Linked DNA regions of Macaca mulatta: regions 2 and 3 are each linked to region 1. Evidence: chromatin contacts called from public Hi-C data. All regions are on one chromosome and are shown on one strand. Each heading gives the region's core, a stretch centred on a gene start, on an enhancer-like site or on the middle of the called end of the contact. The rest is flanking DNA. Distances are from core to core; before and after follow the strand shown. Region 1 holds the start of ECD (ecdysoneless cell cycle regulator). Region 2 holds the start of MRPS16 (mitochondrial ribosomal protein S16). Region 3 holds the start of LOC144331145.

Region 1 (3,496 bases), core at 355-2,854:
GTTATTGCCTGTCTTATGGATAACAGCCATTTTAACTGGGGTGAGATGCTATCTTACTGTAGCTTTGACTTGCATTTCTCTGATGATCAATGATATTGAGAACTTTTTCATAAACCTGTTTGACATTTGTATGTCTTTTTAGAGAAATGTCTATTCAGAGCTTTTGTCCAATTTTTAATCAATTATTAGACTGCTTCCTAGAGAGTTGTTTGAGCTCCTTATATATTTTGGTTATTAATTCCTTGTCAGATGGGTAATTTGCAAATATGTTCTCCCATTCTGTGGGTTCTCTCTTCACTTTGTCGATTAATTCCTTTGCTGTGTAGAAGCTTTTTAACTTGATGTGCTCCCATTTGTCCATTTTTGTTTTGGTTGCCTCTGTTTGTGGGGTATTACTCAGGAAATCTTTGCCCACTCCAATGTCCTAGAGAGTTTCCCCAATATTTCCTTTTAGTAGTTTCATAGTTTTAGGGCTTAGATTTAAGTCTCTAATCCATTTTGACTTGATTTTTGTATATGGTGGGAGGTAGTGGGTCTAGTTTCATTCTTCTGCATATGGGTATCAGTTTTCCCAGTACCATTTATTGAAGAGACTATCTTTTCACCAATGTATGTTTTTGGTACCTTTGTTGAAAATGAATTCACTGCAGACATATGGATTTGTTTCTGGGTTCTCTATTCTGTTCCTCTTTTTATGCCAGTGCCCTGCTGTTTTAGTTACTATAACTCTGTTGTATAATCTGAAGTCAGGTAATGTGATTCTTCCAGTTTTGTTCTTTTTGCTCAGGATAGCTTTGGCTATTCTGGGTCTTTTGTGGTTCCATATAAATTTTAGGATCTTTTTTCTATGACTGTGAAGAATGTCATTGGTATTTTGACGGAGGTCACATTGATATTTCTTAATTTCCTAGGGGTTTTCCTTACTTATCTCTTAATTTTCTAAGGGTTTTCCTAAATAAGAGTACTAGTTTATTCTTGCTGCCAGGTGATGCTTGGTAAAGGAAGGAACCGCGGTGGATGCACCACCCTAACTCCACGATTCCAATCTTACTCAGCTTTCTAAGAGATTCATAAGGAACCTACTTCTTCTGTCCAGACACCCACTCACCACAGTCTGGCCAAATCATCATTTTGCCTTTCAACGCAGAGGGACAGACAGTAATTTTACCCATTCACCCCATAACGCCAAACACACCTCATCATGCAGAATTTGGTGTCAGAACTTGAAGGGACTCTATGATCACTACTCAGGTGAATGCCTCACTGTACATATGAGAAAACCCAGAGCACAGAAAGAGAAGCGACTAAGCAGCAGGGGCTTGACTTGGAGTCTAGTGCTCCTTATCCGGTCTAGGCTCCCTCCTGCCATCTAACAAAATGAAGCCAATTTATCTTACGGTTCCAGGGCCTCTCCTGCGCGTCTCTGCTGTGGCACCTTTCCTTAGCCGCCTCTCCGACTCCGAGAGCTGATCGAGAGCTGATCGAGAGCTGCCACAGGCCGCCGAAGCCTAGATCAGGCTCTGTCCCGACGCCTGCCCGGGACCTGTGGCCAGCAGAAATCCTGAAAGCCTGAAACCCGCTCAGTCCCCGGAACCTTGTGTGTCGTCACTGCTGTGCGTCGGTGAGAGCATTCTGCGGGTGCCCGGGTGCCTTCGTCACTTCCGCCCCCGCGGCAAGGCGGGGAGGTCGGAGAACTGGAGAGGTGGGGACACTGGGGAGGTGGCGGCTCGGAGTCTAGGCGACGGGGCAAGACGGGGCCGGTAGGTGGCGGGAGGGGGCCGGGCCGGAGCTGGCGGGAGGGCCAGGCCCGGAGGCCCCCACCCTGGCGTGCCCGCCCCGGCCGCGGCTGAGGAGGAGGAGGAGGAGGAGGATGATCTCCAGATACAGTAGGAAGACGGTGCCACAGAGCTTGGAGCTGTGAGTGGACTGCTCAGCCACCCCAGCCGGGGCGGGCCGCGGGCGCTCTGGGGACCCTCCTTGACCAGTCCTTCGTTCCTTTCCTTTCCCAGGGCTAGGGAGAGATTTTTCTTCGGAATTCTCTCCTCTCTGCCCTGCTGGACGCTGCCCCTTCTTCCTCCATCTCCAGCTGAGGGCGTGTCGCCCTTGGTCTGTAATTCCTGAACTCAGGCACTGGGTCCGCTGAAGCATTTGTAGCATCCGCAGTGCTTCAGGTCCCATTGTTAATGGCCACGATAGCTCGAGAAGTTATTAATAGCTTAATAACTAAGCTATTAAGGCTTAGTTCCTGAGGGCTCCAGGAAAGTGCTCACTTGACACTGTGCAAAGCTATTTACATACATTTGCTCACTCCTATCAATGATATCAGTTTGGGAACATTATTTTGCACATTCTACAGATAAAGATCCCAGAATTAAAGGTTGTAGCATGCCAAAGATCACACAGCTTGAAGGTGGTAGAGCTGAGAGGTACAAACCTGATGTCGATCTGATGCTGAAGCCTGTGGTCATAACCATCACACATACTGCCTCCCCACCTCTGCAATTAAGCACCAGAATCCATAAAGATCAGTTTTGCTTTTGAGACTTTAGAGAGCAAATATTTCTGGCTTTAAAAAGATCCACCCCCACGGCCGGGCGCTGTGGCTCACACTTGTAATCCCAGCACCTTGGGAGGCTGAGGCGGGCGGATCATTTGAGGCCAGGAGTTCGAGACCACCCTGGCCAACATGGCGAAACCCCATCTCTACTAAAAATACAAAAAAAAAAATTGGCCAGGCGTGGTGGCAGGCGCCTGTAATCCCAGCTACTTGGGAGGCTGAGGCAGGAGAATCACTTGAACCTGAGAGGCAGAGGTTGCAGTGAGCGGAGATCACGCCATCGCACTCCAGCCTGGGTGACGAGTGAAACTCTGTCTCTAAATAAATAAATAAATAAATAAATAAATAAATAATAAAAAAGATCCATCCCTTACCCTGATTAAAGTGTTGTATAATAATTTAGAAAGTAATAATAGTGTCAAACATTTATTAATGCTTTACACTTCCAAAAGGGCCTTCACTTTATTTATTTTTTTTTTTTGGAGACATGGTCTTGCTCTGTTGTCCAGGCTGGAGGGCAGTGGTGCAATCCTTGCTCACTGCAGCCTCCACCTATAGGCTCAGATGATCCTCACAATGTAGCCTCCCGAGTAGTTGGGACTACAGGTGCACACCACCACAACTGGCTAATTTAAACAAAATTTTTTTTTGGTAGAGACAGGGTCTCACTATGTTGCCCAGGCTGGTCTCAAACTCCTGGACTCGAACAATTCTCACACCTTGGCCCCCCAAAGTGCTGGCTTGAGCCACCATGCCCAGCTGACTTCACTTTTTGATCTTCTTAACAACTCTGTAAAATGAGTATGATTATCTTCAGCCTCTCAGGAGGTGAAATTATATCAGAAATGTTACACATTTTAAGATTATATAGCCAAAAAACTCAGGAGTTGAGCTTGGGTTTTAACCCCAAATTTCAATTTTTTTTCCTTCATGGAACTA
Region 2 (3,496 bases), core at 250-2,749, 93 kb after region 1:
CACAGAACTGAGGTCTGAGATCTGACCCAGTGCATGGATGCAAACCATGCTCCTCACTTGCCAAACTCTGTACTGCTTCTCCCCGGCAAGGAGACAGTGGATGTCTACTTCCTAATAATATTCCCCTTACTTTAAAAAAGATAAACTGACAGATGACCATTCAAAACATACTATTCCCATTTTTAGCATAAAATACCAGTCACCCAAAAAGTCTTACAAAGGAGTCCACAAAAGGGGCCTCCAGATTCAAAATGCCAATTAGATCACAACTTCAGCTTCCACTTCAGTCCTGAGCAGTGTAGAGGGAACGAAAATAATTCTTTTTTTTTCTTTGAGATGGAATCTCCCTCTGTTGCCCAGACTGGAGAGCAGTGATGCGCTCTTGGCTCACTGCAACCTCCGACTCCTGGGTTCAAGTGATTCTCCTGCCTCAGCCTCCCCAACAGCTGGGACTACAGGCGTGTGCCACCACGCCCAGCTAATTTTTTTTTTTTAGTAGAGACGAGGTTTCACCACGTTGGCCAGGCTGGTCTCGAACTCTTGACCTTAAGTGATCCACCCGCCTCAGCCTCCCAAAATGCTGAGATTACACGCATGAGCCACCATGCCCCGCCAAAAATCATTCTTATACCCACTGTCCTGGAGCTGACTTCAGTTTAAAATCCCCTCAATAAGGTAAGACCAGAACTGAGTTACCCAGAAGCTTTTCCATAGGCTTAGTGAGGTGGGCCCCGCAGCCAATCCAATGACAGATCCTGTCTAGGTTGAGGGCAACGATTTTTTCTCCATGACTGTTGGGCAATGGATCATAGGATCCCAGCTGCTCTACGAAACGGCCATCCCTGGGACACTTGTTGTGAGCAACCACAATGCGGTAGAAGGGCCGGTTGGTGCAGCCACCCAGGGCAAGGCGGATGGTTAAGTGGCCCCCACGGTAGGACTTGTAGAGGAGAGGACCTGTAGAAAAACAGGTGGTTAGGATACACAAAAAAAAAAACAGCACAGAAAGGGCAAAATGACACAGACAGCACAGTTCCCTTTTTCCACTGAAATGTCTCACTTCCAATCTATTCCTGTCAATTCAGTTTAGATGCTATTCTTCTTTGTGAAACCCCTCTTGGCCACTCCAGCCAGCAATGACCTCCTCCTCATACCCAAACCCACTCGGCATGGGCTTCCCATTCACTAGGCTCTGTGACCTTGTGCGAACCTTAGCTGCTTCAGTGGGGTGGAAATTTTTCACAGGTGATTAAGTGGGGAAAAAACTGAGAGGAGGATCAAATGTAAGGCAGTGTGGCTGCTTCAGGTTCGGGTTGCCTCCATCGCGCCTGGGAGAGCACCGCCCGACCCGGCCCCGAACTCCCGAGCCCCGTGACCGCCCGGTACGTCTCGCGGGGACCCGATGACTCACTGAGGTGGACCATGGCGCCGCCGGCATACGGCTCCTCGGAGCGCCCCGCTACCCGCACGCACCAGCTCTACGGCCTTAGCAAGGCAGAAGACAGACAGAAACAAACTGCAGGCCGCACCACCTAGACGTCCAAACCCCGAAAACCTTGACTCCGGAAGCGGATGGTCCACTCGCCCCGCCTCTTCCGCTTGCCGCCCTACACTTCCCACAATGCAACACGGTGACCCCTAACGTACCTTAAACTGCTGCAAAAGAGACGTTTCTCCTGGTGTCTTGTGGGCGTGACGGTGCGATCCCTCTCAGGCTTCTGAGTCTCTGCTGGAGTCAGAAGTTTTGGGCGAATCCCAGGCGCTCCAAGAGAAATGCTACACCATCCATCCATCTTGCAGGCGTTGCTGCCCAGGCGCAACGCTGAGAAGGCAAATACTAAAGGGCGCTGTCCTTTCCTCGTGGAGCTCACAGTCCGCTGGGGAGACCGTGAGATGACAGCGGAGAAACTAGGGCGATCAATAGTACTCAGTGCAAGGAGAGCGAGCAGAGAAGGCAGACTTAATGCTTGCTGAGGAAGACTTCACAGAGGAGGTAGTGTCAGGGCTGAGACTAGAAGAAGGATTATAAGTGACTAGAGTTTACTTTATCCTTCTCGTTAACTAAAACTAATTTACCTCTCACCTTTCCTCCTATTGTCATCCCACCCCTGTCGAGGCAATCACACCTTAAAAAATAAAGGAGAGGTTATTCCTGCTTTTGCCGTGCTGTGATCCAGGGCAGAGGTGAAGTATAATTTTTTTTTTTTTTTTTTAAACATCTGTAGCCCTAGAATATGGCCTCAGTGATGAGGGAAATGGTGTCTCCTTGGAGCCCTAGTGGTTTAGATCCATGAAGATGCCTGTGAGAAGGTGTCAGTAGTGAGAAGGTGTCAATAGCTCCACCTTCAGCAAAGACCTCTCTATTCAGCTTTTTTCGTTTATTGTTAGTTCCAAAGGGCTAACATGCTCTTTGCCCTAATACAGTGACCCAGCATAGCAGTCTTCCTCCAGGGCCACCTTTGAAAATGATGCCTTAATTCTTGTATTTCAGTTAACTGAACCTGGCCAGAGACCTTAGCACCAGACTTCCTCCAGGAGTGATCCAATAAGCTTTCATCAGAAACCCTAATAATGACCCCATTATACCTTAATTTTATTATATGTATATATATGCCATATAATTATAGCAATTACACTATAGTTATTTATATAACTAAATACCTACATATAATTCAGTATACGTTAACTCCAGAACCACACTGATGAATTTTGAGTTTCATATCTTCGTTTTTTATTGTGACCCAGTTTCTTGTCAACCAGTAAAACATCCAGTAACACAGCCAATGGAAATAAATGAATGGGTCTCTGTTTATGGTGAAGATTCTTTCATTCTCCAGCTGCAGACTTGATATGGTGAAACTCTCTGGGAAGGAAAGGAACTCAAGAGTCCCATACGGAAAATTGTTCAGCTGGAGGGGTATCAGAAAGATGGATTTCCAAAGCCAACTGTTTCCTGTAGTGTGTGGATCTCTGCAAGCAGAGCCTCATCTTTCAATTTCAGCTACATGAAAGAGAAAGAAATGGAAATATATATGTCATACGTGATATACTTTATGTGGCTTTGAAGACCCCGCTTTTGTGGGGCTACAGCTAAAGAACATAGTTCCCGGGGATGGAATTGGCTCTTCCTCTTTCCCTACTTCGTGAAAACTCCAGTAGAAGACCTTAGAACCTTGTCCTGGTTACATGGATATGTTTACTTTGTGAAAATTCATCAAGCACTTTGAACAGTCATGATTTGTACATTTTTTTGTAAGATAACTTCATTAAAGTCTACTTTTTTATTTTTAAAAAGTGTTCACATTATTACCAGCATCTCTTGGCTAATGCATAGTATTCCCATCTGGCAAGTGATATCAGGGAATCAGAGACAGAAATCATAGGCTTATATTAGATCTGGTTTTAGTGTTAGAATCTAGAAATGTAGTAGAGGCATCTAGGAGCCTACTGAATACCGATTTTTTCTTAGTAACAAAATCTTAATTTCTTTTCAAGG
Region 3 (3,496 bases), core at 563-3,062, 72 kb before region 1:
ACCTTAAAATAGTTTGAGAACCACTATTATATATCTCACAGGTCAATCAAAGAGCAATAATTATATCCTAGTTGATAACTGGTTACTAAGTAAAATAAAGCATTCCTTCCACAGAAAGGCAGGCTCACAAGCTTTATGGCTGTCCCAGCTCTTGCTGCATCCCTGGAATAAATGCCGTCTGAACTTAATTGCCCTACTGAAAAATACTGCTTTTCAGTATACAACTTCCTCTGCAGTAATAGAAAAAGTTAACGACTGCTTGCCGAAAAGCCAAGATTCATCCCCAACAACCCAGACCACACAGGCAATATAAAACTTTTTTTTTTAATTGTCTTTTGCACTAATTTTTTTTGGCATAATTAAAAGTTGTACACATTTTTCATCTGTTTTACCATCTAAGTTACCAAAACACAAAATGGTCAATGTAATTATCCTTCTACCAAAGTCCTGGTTTTCAGTACTTCAAAATGAAACTCATTTCAAAATGTCAATAAAAACAGCACTACCCATTTAAAAGAGAAATGATCCTTTTCCTAGTTAGTCTATGTAAATCTAAGAGGCATTTGCCATCAGCTATCAAAAACAATGGCAGGACTTAAGGCACAACGTCTCAAAACCAAAACTGACTATGACTTTTATTAAAGGTAAGTGATAAAATCTCTGTTTCCCACATAAAGAAAAAGGCAAAATTTGAAGTTCACGTTTCAGATTCTTAAATTACGCTCACAAGATTAAAAAAAAAATCACGGGGTGTGTATTCACATTTCAAATCAAAACAAAATATAGTTGAGGTTGTTCACGTTCAGCTTCTTGAATACATCCTCTTAGGATACCCATTTTCTCCATAGAAACTTGATTTTAAAAATCCCTTTAAATGTTTAAATTAACTTCCAATGTTCCTGCTTTGCAGACTGAATTTTTCATCTGATTATTTTAGGAAAAGACAAGCCTCATTCATAAGCTATGTCTAAACCTAAAAGGGGAAATACGTTTCTAACCAGAACTTTAAAAAAAGGAGAGTAAAAAATTGATGAAAGAACACTGCTGCCACGTCTTTGCCCCTCCCCCACTTCACGTAGTGGCTATTTCATCCCCTCCGAGTGCATTCCAAGGGAAAGTCCAAGAACCACCGCTCTCGGAGAAACCAGAAACAGTTAAGTGGAAATTGGCAAGTCTCTTTGGCCTTTTAGATCAATTCCTACAAGAGCATCTAGCTGCTTCTTTAACCCTTTTTTTAAAGAAAACAGTGCAAAATTCCAAGAGTCTTCACTCAATCCGGAACGCATAAGATGTTAGCATCTAAACATTGAATTTGTATTCAACAGATTAGATTATTTAGGAGAAAGAGACTCATAGTTATCATACCATCCTTCCTCCCCATTGAAACATACATCCGGGGGCCAGCCATGTAATCCAACTCAAAATCCTCACACAACCATGTAATTTGTTGGACTGATGTGGACTTTTAAAAGCTGCAAATTCTCGGGAGACAGAGCCAGAGAGACACAGAGACAGAGACTGAGAGAAGAGCTCTTATCTCTTTTTTTAAAAAGTTGTGGGGAAGAAGAGGGAAGGAAGCTTCCCTGACGACGAGGTGACCCGAGAGCCTACTTCCTCGGTGCTAGGAGCACAAAACTCGGCGCCCCGGGCTACGTCTGGCTGCTAATACTGCACCGCTGCGCGCAACAGATGAGTTCAGCCGGAACTTTCTGGGGAGGTCCCCCCAGCTCCCGGCGACTTTCGATAGGGCAAAAATGCCTGGCGCGTTTCGGATTCAGCTCCAAGCCTTAAAATCCGCTCTCCACCGCCACTTGCGAACCATCTGCGGCTGTGGCGGTCAAAAACCCACGCCCCGCGCTCGCATTCCCCTTAGCCTCGTTAGGGAGGACCAGGTGCAGGGAAACTTGGAAAAAAAAAAAAATCAACAGGGTGATTCCTCCCCGGGAAGGAAAATTCAAGAAAGTCCTGGTCCCTGGGGCGGGGACTGAGGCTGCAGCAGCCCAAGCGGTCCGAGGCGCACTGAGGACGGAGGTGGAAAGGGGGGCACGAAGGAGCAAGGTCGCCGGGAGTCGCGTGGCGCAGGGAGAGGGGCCGAGTCTCCCGAGGGGAAGGTACCGAGGCTGCTGTGGTAACCTGAGGAACCCCCGGCCCAGAAGTCCCACCACAGCTGGGAGGAATGGATCGCCGCAGCTGTCCAAAAAGGTCCACGGCTGCCCAGTGGCCTCAGCCTCAGTCTCCCGGGTCGAGGGAGCGTCTCACCTGGAAAGTGGGACAGGAGGGCGGCGCGCTCTTCAGTCCCCTGTTGCCTCCACTCGGAGCGGCTACTTCCTGCCCTCAGCCCGCTGGCGGCGCAACTGGGCAGCAGAGGGAGCCCGTTAGCCCTTTTATAACCTCTAGGCCGCGACGGCAGCGCCAGGGAGGAGGCGACTGCAGCCCTCGCTACGTGAGCTCGATCACACCGGCGCTCCGGCGACTGCGCAGGCGCCAAGCTCGGGCCTCCCTGCTGCCCCCACCCGTGGCCGGCCCGTGGAGTCTGAGGCTGAGAGGAGTGGGTGGGACCGGCCGCCGTGGTGTGGGTAAGCGGGCCTGGGATGTAACGCGCCTGCGCAGGGTTCTCGCCCCGCCAGCGTTACCGTAGTTACCACGGGGTTTCCCCGCTCCTGTTCAGTTTGCCTCTTTGATTTCAGGGTCCGCGTCAGGCCTAAGCGACGAGGCCACCAGCCATAAAGTATCTTAAAATTGAGAAGAGGAACGTGGGAGTGTAGAAACTAAAGAAGAATTTTTATAGGGTGGAAAATAATAGAGATTCTGTCTTGGTAGCTCAGCTGTCTTGTCCCTAAAGGCTTTTTGCTTTGCTAAACTCCCTCTCACATCTCAGCACTCATTTTATACTAACCTTGCTCTATCTCCTACCTTTATACCTTATCAGTAGATAATAGACTGAGAGCTCCAGGGTCAGGTTATCTGAATTCAAATCCTGCCTCAGTCCTGTGTGTAACACTAGGCGTTAACAACGTCTCCGTATCCGTTTACTCATCTGTAAAATAGGAATGACGATACTATCCATCTCGTAAGCTTCTTGTGAGAATAAAATGAGGTACGTGCCTCACACACAGAAATGACTTGGTAAATATTAGATTCTCCAGTAACATTAATTTATATAAGGCACCCAATGTTGCGTTTGATCTTAGTCTAACATTTGCCTTAGTTATAAAGTAACCCCAAACCAAGGGTTTCTTTATATCTCCCTGTACTATGAGGGAGAATACAATGAAGGAGATAATTTTTCCCTTGTCAGTGAAACAGAAAAATGAGTTGCTAAGACTTGTTATTCATTAAGAATTGTGGTTTCTAAAGTTTTCCATGTATGCTAAAAAGTATAGCAATAATTAACATTTGACTCTTAAATGCAGGAGGTGAGGTTGATTACGTAGCTACAGAAAGAGAGAGAGGGTACTTCGGGAGCACGAGGCAACTAAAAAGTAGATATAATGAT

Evidence for each region. Hi-C and Micro-C count contacts between places; a contact is called where the count stands out from the background.
Region 2: a contact with region 1 is called in a Hi-C map of liver, with 5 times the contacts expected there. The contact joins the promoter of MRPS16 here to the promoter of ECD in region 1. A contact is called at or near these places in 4 of 14 Hi-C or Micro-C datasets (CD4 T cells, blood, fetal cortex germinal zone and 1 more).
Region 3: a Hi-C map of liver shows a contact between it and region 1, with 2.3 times the contacts expected there. The contact joins the promoter of LOC144331145 here to the promoter of ECD in region 1. A contact is called at or near these places in 4 of 14 Hi-C or Micro-C datasets (CD4 T cells, blood, fetal cortex germinal zone and 1 more).

The regions. Positions count from the first base shown.
Region 1 is chr9:76,394,466-76,397,961 of T2T-MMU8v2.0, reverse strand. It overlaps ECD (ecdysoneless cell cycle regulator), which reads right to left and starts at 1,604. Exons shown (of 14, transcript NM_001261188.1): 1 at 1,398-1,604. FAM149B1 (family with sequence similarity 149 member B1) reads left to right here and starts at 1,756. Exons shown (of 14, transcript NM_001261753.1): 1 at 1,756-1,917. The coding sequence starts at 1,871.
Region 2 is chr9:76,301,578-76,305,073 of T2T-MMU8v2.0, reverse strand. MRPS16 (mitochondrial ribosomal protein S16) reads right to left here and starts at 1,499. Exons shown (of 3, transcript NM_001257904.1): 1 at 1,412-1,499; 2 at 697-957. The coding sequence starts at 1,424. It overlaps CFAP70 (cilia and flagella associated protein 70), which reads right to left. Exons shown (of 27, transcript XM_077946625.1): 27 at 2,708-3,001. The coding sequence ends at 2,921.
Region 3 is chr9:76,466,642-76,470,137 of T2T-MMU8v2.0, reverse strand. It overlaps LOC144331145, which reads left to right and starts at 1,812. Exons shown (of 2, transcript XM_077946629.1): 1 at 1,812-2,576. The coding sequence starts at 2,177. All of the region lies in intron 1 of P4HA1 (prolyl 4-hydroxylase subunit alpha 1), which reads right to left.